Linked DNA regions of Anser cygnoides: region 2 is linked to region 1. A link is a contact called in public Hi-C data. All regions are on one chromosome and are shown on one strand. The core of a region is the stretch at or near the end of the contact, and the rest is flanking DNA. Distances in the headings are between cores, read along the strand shown.

Region 1 (5,725 bases), core at 1,029-3,528:
GCAGATTGGTTTTGGATTGGGTTCAGAGAAGCTCCTCCCACAAGTAAAAAGTAGTTACTGTGAAACAGATGCGGTGACGGCAAAATAGAGTAATTACCTGGAATTCAGCCCAATTAGTTTCTGTACATTCTGATATTATACATGTACCAAGAACGTAATGGAAGTGACACACGTGATAATGTTTTATCTCAGCCTCAGTCAGCTGGGGCCCATGCACACAAAAAAGGAGCGGAAAGGGTGAAGCATGAACATTTTTATTCTTTTTTTTTTTTTTTTTTTTAGATCAGCCACAGAAGTTTGTAGGTGTCTAACTTTGTGGTTTTTCAAACAACTTGATATTCTCATTAACTCTTTTTTTTTTTTTTCCATTTAAGAACAGAAACACTCTGTTAGTTTCAAAAATGTACTCATTTGCATTGTATAAACAGCATGTACTACTAAGTATTTTCAGTACATTTTCATAGAAAACAGAAATTTAAAATGAAGAGAAAAAGAATCCTTATCATAAGCTAATTTATTATAATAACAAGGGAATTATTTATGGTCAGATTCTGAAAAGGCATAAATCACATTCAATTTAAGAAATTTACACTATTTTTTGCATGTAGTACATGCAAATATTACTTACCTTCAGTGCAGATACACCCTAAGCTGAGGTTGCAAACGTTAACATTTACTACAACTGGAAGAAATAATGAATTTGAATTTGTAAAAGTAACTGAACAAAGTCCAAGAAGGTGCTGAGTATCACAAGACCAATGGGAACTATAGGAGGATGCACTGGAAGAGATGGCCCTGATCTGTGTCATTTCTTGTAATGGCCAATCCTTGTTAAAAGTCCCTTGCTTGCTTATGTCACAACGTCATTTGTACTGCGCCGCCAAAATATTCACAGGATGCCAAAGAGCTGACTTTCTGTGAGATCTTGGCAATCCTTCAAGGTTGTTGTCACAAAATGTAGTTCTCCTCTCCAAACAAAAGTTTGTTGGTAACAACTCATTGTCCATCAAATCAGATATTACCCGTCTAGTGCCATCAACATGACACGTTGTCCATACATGAAGCAGCAGGTCCCAAACCTGACCAGGGGTGCACAACTACACAACAGTCAGGAGCTGAAATTTGCTGCCTGTTTTTGAGATGTCCCTGCTGCAGACTTCTAGCCTGTTGTGCAAGAGCTTCCTGAATGCCCTCCATTGTAGGCATCTGGCTCTGCTTGCAGCTTTCCAGAGAAGTGCAGCCCCAGAGCATGCTCTCGGGTGGGCCAGGAAGCTGCATAGAGGGCTGCAGAGGCAGGCTTCGGAAAATCAGTACTCAGCACTTATGGCCTCTCCAAGGAAGGCAGCATATTCCTACTAAATCTGCATTAGCTGGATACATGTCATGAAACTGTCACCCTGACACACTCCTAAGGGGAAAGTTTGTACAGCTCGTATCACAACACATCTTCCTGGATCCTCTTAGTCTTCCACTGCAGCCATACCATTAAAGCCAAGTTAAGCTAAGGAATGCACCCCACAGGACCTTCTGCTGAAACAGGTGCAATTTAAGGCCTCTTGCTGGTCCTTGCGTGCAATATCTTCTTTGTAATTCACTGTGACGGAGGATCCCAGCTATTAAATTAACAGGTGTGAATGGCACAGCAAGACTAGGACAAGGAAAGACAGAGTTGTCGTTGTATTTAAATGCAAATTATTACAATTTAAATGCATTTTCTTTGTAGGACATTACACTGTTTCTCACTGTGTTTCATAGGAAATAAAGTAAAATGAAAGCCAGGACTAGTAATTGCAGAAAGACAATGTATACAGGGAAGCTGGTTTTACCTGAATAATATAAACTGATCTTCAAAAGCTCATTAACAACAGAGTCGTACTGTTTATTTTTATTGCAGTTGTGATTTTTAGGATTAGGACTATCAATATTTATTCATGTTTAACAGAACACAAACATCCGGTCAGTCCTGGCAAAGTGATATCCACTGAACTGCAATTTCATTGCACTTTAGTCATAGATCAAACAAAGGTCCCATTTATAGTAGGAGGGTAAAAGTACAACAGAGTCGGTAACAAGTGTGGCTATTGCCATAATACCTAATCTGTTGTAAATGACATATGAAGTTCTTTGTGAACCCAGCTATTGTCAATGGCAGGGGCAAAATCTGTGGTTTTTACCCGGTCAAACTCAGGTCTTACTAGAAATAAGGACTAGATGTGTGACTGCTTCTCCAGGTAAAAGCACCTTAGAAACTGAGGCAGATTATTTGGCAAACTGCTATTTCCACGTGAGGTTTCTCCAGATAACACTCCTTGCTGTTGCTTAATGGGTTTGAATTTGGGTCTTTTCAGCTGTTTTTTCCCAGGAAGTCTGTACAGTATACACCCTGAAGGTCTTGCCCAGGACACCTGACCACGTCTGCTGCCAGAGCTGCTCAGGACTGCAGATATATCTGTAGGGTCCAATATCCAGGGCTGAGGGACTCTGACCTAAGCAAAAGCTCCAAGTATGACTACATACTTAAAAATAGCAAAGCTAAACAACACGCATACCGGGCGAAGCGTGCTGAATGACATGGATTTGCCAGGATAGCTGAACTCAAGGAAGATTTGAGGGGTACTCTGTGGCCTTAGCCATATGAGCAATTATTTGTTGTTACGAAAAGTATTTGAGAGCTTGCCAGTGCATTCACTCTCACAGCACCCCAGGATGTGGCAAAGTGCTGCCAGCCTTCCTGGGGGCTGGGGGAAAGGAGGAGGTTGCACAACCTGGCCAGGGGAGCTACGGTCAGGCAGCCCAGCAGCACCTGCTGCTCGCACCTCTCCGCGGTCCTGGTGGCGTGCCAGCCACCTCACCTCCTGGGCTCACAGTCTTGCTGTAATTCACCCCCCTCATAGACTGAGAAATGCAGTGCAGTTTCTCCTTCCCTCAAATATTTAGGGGTACGTGATTTTACGTAAAATATTGCAAAAAAATAACAAGGGAATTGCTAAGGAAAACATTTTCTGCCAGAAGACATTAACACACCTTGGAGTGTGGTTAGTCTCACTCCAGGGGTTTAAAGAAGTTTAGCATGATAGAATTTCATAAATAGTAATATGTAAAGTACAAATCACTAATAAAAAATACTATTAATACTTTTTTTTGTGGATTTCCCAAAGCTGTTTCTCTGTCTTATGTAAACTGCATGCTCCTCAGGGCAGAGACTGCTTGGAGTCTGTGGCATGGACATCACTGAGTAGAAAAACTAATGAAGAAAGAAAATTAATTTCTTCATTTACTATTCTGACTATCAAAAATGCTCAAGGGGGACACAACAATGTGAAAAGTGAGGAGAAAATACAGCATATTTTATACATTTATTTTCATCTCCGGATGATTTTGACCACAAGAAAGTATTTGCCCATGATAGATGAACTGAGTTGCCATTCCTGTTAATATACTACTGTTTAATGATTTCTTTTCAGTATTCATTTTAATACAGTCAATGTTTACTTAGAAGGACATTAATAACACCAGGATATCTATCATATAGGAAATGGCTAATGAAATCTGTTTCATTTGTCAGTGGATGTTTATGTTTCAAAGCCGCATTGGATTGTTTATGCAAGATTTAGGGGAGAATGTTAGTGTTTCATTAGTGACTAATAACGAGAGTGAAGTTAAATGGCAATTAGTATGGATTTTTATTATTATTACTATTGCTATTATTTACATTACATCAGGACTCCCTTGGGCTGCAGATCGATGCTTGAAGCAGCTCAACTGTTGCTGCAAAGACTTCAGAATGAGACAAAGTATGTTTGATAGTGATATGGACACAGGACTGAGAGCCAGAGTTGTCAAGCTCTGCAAATGAGCTGACTCACTGCCAGTTGCTCCTGTGGTGAATCGTCCTACAAGTAGCCTTGTTGTCTCTAACACATCTTCTATATGAACGAAGCTTATAAGATTTCTGAATGTGGGATGCTTATACTCAACAGCTAATTCAGAGCTAATCTGCATCTCCTAGTTTGATGGTTTTGGAACCGACTCATTCATTTTTCTCTCAATAGCTGCTTCAAATTGGATTCAAAGGTCAAAATCTTTATGCATAACACATATAGCTTCTGTGGAGTTTTGCAGATCTCTACCATCTCAGAAATGGACCCCATGGTTTGAACACTACTGTGTTTGAGGAATTTCCTTTTGAAAAGTACAAATGTCTTTGCAATTTATGAAACGATTCAGGCATTTGAAAATGGCATGTTCCTTCTTCCTTTGCAAGTCAAGGTCTGAGTTCATTATTTGAGATTTTCCTTCCTTTCTTGCAAAAAGTTCAAAGAGGTACATCCTTGTTGCAAGGACATGAGAGTTGCCAGATTGCATCACAACAGGGACTGTTATGAGCATGGAAACAAGATCCCAGAAAGCTGGGGAGCTGCACTTGTCTTTGGCTGTCTTTTGCCCACCTTGTTCTTTGTGAACAAGGACAAATGTTAATGCCTTCCACTAAAAAAATAATACATAGTTTTGGTCAGGATGCACTTATGTGCAAGTGGAATTTAGTCCAAAATGACAATGACTGATGTCCAGCAATCTACCCTTTCCTTTTCAAATGATAAAAAAAAAAAAAAGTGCACATTGAAATCACCGGAAAATTGAGTCACTCTGGCTATGTTAACAGCATGGAAAGGAAGGTATATTGCCACAGCAAAACATTTCCCTTTTAGTTACTGCTAAAGAATGAAATGCAAATTCCAAAGGCAGTTCCCTTCCTCCTCTCCCCCTTCCCCAGCAATCCCTGAGAGTACAGAATATTATTAAAAAATGCCAAATCCAACCTTCTCTGCACTCCTACAACTACTTCCAAAGTCAACAGAGTCACGGGTGCACAAGGAACTAAGTGCCCCATCAACATACTTTAATTTTTAGCCATTATTAAATGTAAATCTTTCTAACATCAATATTTATTCCTGCTAAATATTAAGAATGTTTAGGCTTATGAGTCACCAGTTCTTTTCCAGTTAGCGCTTGCTCTACCACTTCCACCCTTGAATGGAACTAGAGATTTACACACGATATCAGCAAAGTCAACTGTTAGGAAAAGGCAACCACAGAATAACAACTGGGGAAATACATCTGTCAGAGCCAGCATGCTCCACTGTTGTCGTTTCTCTGCTGTTGGTTTTGCAGCAGGCTTGAGTGGTAAATCACAAAGAGGATGAATAAGTACAGAAGGATTTGCTCACAGTTTGTTCCATGAAAGCTAGAGGTTGCCATGGGAGACAGGAAGCATTTTTGGGCACTCCCACAGCAAAAAAAAAAAAAAAAAAAAAAAACTGTTGCCACTTTATGAACAAGTAGCAGCATGCTGTGTTTTGTTCAAGAGCCAGCATATGAGCTGACCAGCAAAAATGCTGGGGGAGGATAGGAAGACGTTTCCCGCCCCCCTCAGCTCAGTAAGCCCAGCTTACTTTGGATGCAAATCAGGGTCCTGTTAAAAGGGGAATAGGCTGTTTGCTGTAAGGCAGTAGGTTTAGTCTAGTTCCCAATGGGTCAAAGGTCTGTGTAATAAAAACCTCCATTGCAATGTGCCACAGTCATCCTAAAGGCATAAAGGGGTCGCAGAGACAACTGGGAAGAAGCAGAAATCTAAAAGCCAATTCCCATTCTAGACATACAGTGTTTAGTGAGCTATTGAACGCAAAAAAAAAAAAAAAAAAATTGCTTTCAGTCTGACAGCAGC
Region 2 (5,725 bases), core at 2,331-4,830, 230 kb after region 1:
GGTCCTGGCAAGGCATACAGCAGTCCATGTGCAGCTCCCCGAGGTTTATTGATACGTATATACATGCAGGTGCTGTGCCTGCCTGCCCTGTGCTTGCCATGCTCCCACAGTTCGGTGGAGGACAGCGTTTTTCGGAGTTACCAGTGTTGTGCTAAGGCAGCATTCCCGAGTGTTTCCTGAATTCTATCTCTGGGAAGTGGCGGGGGACATCTGGGAGAGGATCGTGGCTGCCTGTCGCTGTACGTGAGATGGATGACAAGCAGCGAGGTGGTTACCTGGTGCCTCAGCTCCGCCAAGCCGAAGGGAGCAGCCACAAGGCATCAGCCAGGTGTGCAGAGCATCCTCAGTTGTTTGCAAGCCAGAGCTGTATGAATGAAATGCCTTTCAACGCATCCCGAGGGGGTGCCGTATTCTTTAGATACAGGTGTGAGCATTGGTGTGGAGCTGGGTCTTGCAAATCAGGGGCTGGCTGCGTATCGCTTAGCGTTTCCCAGCAGGTTTGTCCTGCCCGTGCTGAAGCCTCTGCTGTCACATCTCCAGGGCTATTGATGTCTCAGATTTGTCGGCAGATCCTGCAGTTGCACCTCCCATCATCTTGAAGGAAAAATGATCCGTGTGTGAATTTCTGCCAGTGGAAATACATCAGGCAGCGAAGGGCTGCGTAACGCAGCAGCGGGAGGCGTGGCTGGGGAGCCAGACGAGTCAGTAGGCAACTGGGATCTGAAGTTATGGCACAGGTCTTTAATTGAAAGGGGGTTAGCCACTAGAAGAAATGACCAAGAGGAGGGATGGGTTCTCTCTCTTGGTCATTTCTGCCTTAAAACCTGGGTTGGAAAAAGCAACAGAAGTTTTTTTTTTGTATGTAGACTAGTGGATGGGTTCCTGCAAATTGGCTCCCTTGCCAGGAAAAGGGAGGTTTGGCCACGGCTCCCCCTGCATCAGGGTTGTGTGGGTGGTGGGAGCTGGTCTGTGCTGCCAGAGGGTGGGCCGAGCTGAGATGGGACTTGCAGAGCAGCCTGGTGAGAAAGAGCAGCCCAAAGCCCTGGAAGGACTGTGTATTTGCACACGGGAGTGTCATTGCTACAAGATGTTTTGGAAGACAGCGTTTTCTTTGAGAGTCATCTCTTTGAATGCCTTGGTCAGGAAAACCTGGTGCAACTGCCCTTCTGCTTAGAAACCCTTTATTATATTCCCAGTCAGACCTGTGGTGGGGCCCTTGCTGTGCCAGGCATAGCCTGGTGCTTGTGCTCCAGATCCTGCACGTGGCCAAGAGCTGCAGGAGATGGAGTGCTTCCCTGGGGGAGAAAATGACATTGCCTGGGTCTTTACCTGCAAGCTGGGGGCTTGTCCAGGTGCTGGTCCCAGCCCCACTCCTGGGAAGGAGTGCAGAGGAGCCCCCCAAAGCTATCCTCTGTTTTGGGAGCAGAGGTTTCTACCTCAAGAACAGTGCCCAGAGCTGTAGGCTGCTTCCTTAGGGATTGGTGGAGAGCAGAGGTGGGTGGAAGAGGCAAGATGACATCCCATTACACACTGTGTGGAGCAGCCTGTGGAGACCCTTGGCATGATCTGGATTGTGTTGGGAGCCCCCAGGCTCTGAAGCACGCCACTGCAGGGATCCAGTCCCATTTCCAGCCCACCTAACCAGCCACCATCATCTTCCCTTCATCCAGCCAGCACTGTCCAGTCCACTTCTCCCTGGATTCTTCTGAAAACCTTTTCCCTGCTGCTTGGCTTCCCTGGATAACTGCTGGTTTCATGCCAGGGACGCATTTTAGCGTTACCAGTGGAGTTGAGCTGGTTAAGGGTATGTCATGCCAGTAACACCTTCAGTGTGGATAGAGCATCGCAATTCTCTGCGGTGATAGAAGCCATCACATTAGTACTGTTACAAGTTCTGTTAAAAGCGGATTTTTGCAAGGTAGGGGGATCGCCGTGTTTGGACTGGCAGGCCTCTTCGTATGGATGAAACCTTGGTCTGAGAAAGGGAAATGGAGATGTCTCCACATCCCAGGTTGTTTCCTTTGATCCCGTGGGGATCCAAGTGGTGTTGGACTGGAAAATACTCATTTAGCATTTCATGCTTAGTGGCAGTGTCTCTGCCCCAGTAACTGTCCTTCTTGGTTAGATGGATTTCCTCAGGTGAGCATTTTTGAAAGATGTGTCAGGTAGATGAGGCTTATATGCTGCATGGGTTTGGAAACCCTACAGGTTCAAAGTCATCTGGAAGCAGGTATCCAGACCAGCCCCATTGATACCCGCCTGTGTTCTGCTTGATTTTGTTTTCAGAACATTTTTTGTCTTTTCTTAAGTCTCAGTAGCTGGACTTTAAAGATTGCTTGCCTTGCTTTTTTCTTACAGTTAGGAGGACTGAAAGTTTTGATCTTTTCACTGATGCTGTAGGGGAAGTGCCCTGTGCGGTCCTGTATAAATCTCAGCTGGGGCTGGGGGATGGTTGTCAGTAACTTAGAAGAAGAAGAATCCAACTTAAGAGCATGTAAAAGAAAATGCAACAACCAACAACTTCTGATCGACTCAAAGCTTTGAATTTTGAGCCATAGGTTTGATCATACTGTAAGCATCTCCTCTTGAAAACGGTGGCTGAGCAAAATCTGTGCCAAAATAAAATGCATTGTATTGCCTTGTGCAGTGCCCTGCCCAGGCAGAGGCGAGCCCTGGGGGGCAGGACTCGGTGAGCAGCTGGAAAGGGCTTGCCAGCTGTGCGAGGAGAGCGTGGCTCAAGAATTTGGAGCCTTACCGCCTGTGTAGGGACTGCTCCCTGTGTGTGCCTGCAGGTCATCAGCACGTAGACCCCTTGGGGTGTGCTGCTGATTTACTGGGGTGTTTGGATATGATACAGTAAAGATGTGAGTGAGTGCTGTAAGGCAAGGGGTGAAACACGGGTATCTCAGGACTGTGAAAGCTGCTTAGGGAAGGTAGCTTCTCCTGGAGAGCTTTCTGCCAGGTGCTGTGTCCTCACAGCTTGGTGTTCGATCCTATATTGCTGTCCTCTGGCAACCGGTGAGCTGCTGATGTAGAAACGTGCTGCTGTGCGCTGGTTAACGTGGTGGAAACAGCAGCCGTGGGCTCGTGCCTGGCCTGCGTCAGAGCATGTGGGACGTGGAGCAGCGGCCAAAGCCCAGGCTGCCCTCGAACCCTTTGTATTTTGTCTCTTCCACGTGGAAACATATCTAGCATGGGTCCCTCTTTGCTAATGTTAAAGTTTCGCAATGATAGAAGTAAATATATTTTTAATATTAACTGTGTTACAGACATAATGTTTATGGACGTAGCCCTGCTGCATTCCCTAGACGTGATAGAGACCCTAACATCTATGATACATCAATGTAGCCCTGCTATAGCAGACCCTAGATGTGACAGACTAAAACCCCCTTGTTTCAGTCGATTATATAAACAGGTAGTCACACGTATCAACGAAGTGATCCGTAATTTATCACACAGAGCAAACAGCTACTGTACATCCTTTTGGAAATATTTAGTAACATTTCCAGCCTCATTTAAATAATAACAGCTTGTTTATTTTTTTTTTCCTCCTACATAAGGGTAGGAGGGTGTGAAATACACTTTCCCAGACATGATCATGAGGGGAGCAAAGGCCAAGAGCTTGGGGCTGTGCCACAGATGACTTGAAACGCCGCTCTGGGGCTTTCAGATGGTGATGTGTTTGCTTTGTGAGTTGCTGGATAATTTCATTTACAGGTATCTCACAACTGCCTCTGGTTCTTATATTAGCTTGCTTTTAGGTATGCGGTGTGTAAAGCTTCAAATTTTTCTTAAACATTAAAAAGGCTGCTATTAGGTGATATAATAATACTAACAAAAAAGTACGTGCTTGATTTTACAGAGGAAAATAACCAGTCTTATTTACAAGATAGGAGGTTGGACTGGAGACCCCGGGGGGTTCTTCCTACCAACAGTTCTCTGCTTCTGTGGTTACTGAGGGAAAAATGGAGAAGACAAACTTCAGGTCTTGGTTTGTGGAATGAAATGGAAGGAGGCCCAGCTTTCTGGAATGCACATGATTAGTAAATAAATACAATTAAGATTAGAAGGAAGAACATTAGAAGGAGAACTGTGTCTCCCTGATGGGGTGAAGAGTCTGTACCAGGTCCTATACCTATACCTGCAGCCCCCCACAAGCACCCAGCACACCCGATGTGGTAGGATGGGTGAAGGCTAAGCTGCTACTTGAAATTTGCTGCTTTGGTGAAGGTAGGGTTGATACCTTGGACCAGTGCAAGCACAACAACATGAGTCAGATCAGGAATTTGATGTGTATGTAAAGGTGCTAAAGTAGATCATACTTGCACTTGTGTGGTGTCTTCTGAACTGCTGCTCGGGTGCAACTGAAGGAAATGCCCCAGCACCTCGGTGAGAGGAGGAGACGATGATGCTTTTTGCCGTCCAGGAAGCTGAAGGAGTGAGAAGTTAGTTTTGAAATGTTTTCCATATCTTCATTAGTTAGCGTTAAGACCCACCAGAGCTGGTTGTCACAGGCAGCTTGGATAGATGGTGGGGTTCCCCGTGCTCAGCTGTGGGCAGGGTGTGAGGGCTCTGCCCTCAGCAGCCATTTCTTCTCCTTCCTCTTCTGCTCTTCGTCGTTGAATGCATCAGGGCAGATACTGCATTTGTACGTTTGTTCACATTGGGGGACTGCAGGGCCCTGATGTCACCTTGACCCTCAGAGCTTCGCTGAGATAGTCGGGGTCCTGTACAAGCTTGTCCTGTACCAAGCTTGGCATCGTTAGAGATGGTAGCGGTGACTTTGATAGGCTGTCTTTGAGGGGGAGGTCTGGTGACTGCAACCGACACTACTGGGAAGGAAAAAACTTGAAAACTTTACACCAATTAGCTCTGTGAGGTCATGCAAGTGTTGAAGGACTGGAAATAAAATCTCCCTTAGCTCCTAGCTTAGTGTGGAAGGAAAATGTGAGTACCAGCTTTTCATCACCCATACCGCAGTCTACTCCCATTCTTCCTATGGAGGTAGGAGCAGGAGGAAAAGTGGAAGGGAAGGGAGGTTTGCAATAATTTTATAATTTTAACTTTAAAGTTAAGTGCATTAAGTACAATTTACAGGTTACTAAGGGTAATGTGAGTATAACCATCTTTCAGACAGGTTGCAGACTATTTGGAGCCCAAGATGCTGTACCTTAGCATAAGGCACAACATATTGCTTTGTGTTGTACGCTGTGCACTACTCTTGGTGCCCTGTGTCCCCGTGTTCCTTTTAAAGTTTGATGACCTAAGAGATTTTTAGCAAAAACCTTATTTTGCAGGATGTTCTCAGTAACTTCTAGTGAGTATTTTTCTTGGATACTTTTGTGAGATAACTTACAATGAATAGGATTTAAATTCTTTTTATTCATAAAAGCATAGCGTGGTTTGCGATGGGAGGGGCCTTTAAAGATCATACAACCCCCCTGAGATGGGCAGGGACATCTTTCACTAGGTAGGTTGCTCAAAGCCCCATCCTCAGCTTCTGTGGACAACCTGTTCCAGCATTTCATCACCTTCATTGTCAGAAATTTCTTCCTTAAGTAACTGCTAACAGCACCTCATGGAGCAAGGTGGTATAGAAAGGGACAGTAACGCAGAGGGATTAAACAACCTTCCGTCACTTATGCTGATCCACCATGACTGGGAGAGCTTATAGTTGGTCTTGGTAATATAATAGTGTTAGGAGTGCTAATATCCACAATAATGA

What was found. Hi-C and Micro-C count contacts between places; a contact is called where the count stands out from the background.
Region 2: a contact with region 1 is called in a Hi-C map of liver, with 8 times the contacts expected there. The contact joins two enhancer-like sites. A contact is called at or near these places in 2 of 7 Hi-C or Micro-C datasets (both in liver).

What each region holds. Positions count from the first base shown.
Region 1 is chr2:152,964,358-152,970,082 of Taihu_goose_T2T_genome, forward strand. No RefSeq gene overlaps it. Among named protein-coding and RNA genes, the nearest start is that of MYC, 200 kb to the right of the region's middle. Within about 2 kb of position 2,279, at least 1 of the 3 cell types and tissues checked has open chromatin away from gene starts, as enhancers often do. A contact at or near this core is called in liver, where this site is marked.
Region 2 is chr2:153,195,526-153,201,250 of Taihu_goose_T2T_genome, forward strand. It overlaps LOC106038466 (a long non-coding RNA gene), which reads right to left. Exons shown (of 5, transcript XR_010828806.1): 3 at 4,323-4,430. The region is part of intron 1 of LOC136789798 (a long non-coding RNA gene); the gene reads left to right. Among named protein-coding and RNA genes, the nearest start is that of MYC, 27 kb to the left of the region's middle. Within about 2 kb of position 3,581, at least 1 of the 3 cell types and tissues checked has open chromatin away from gene starts, as enhancers often do. A contact at or near this core is called in liver, where this site is marked.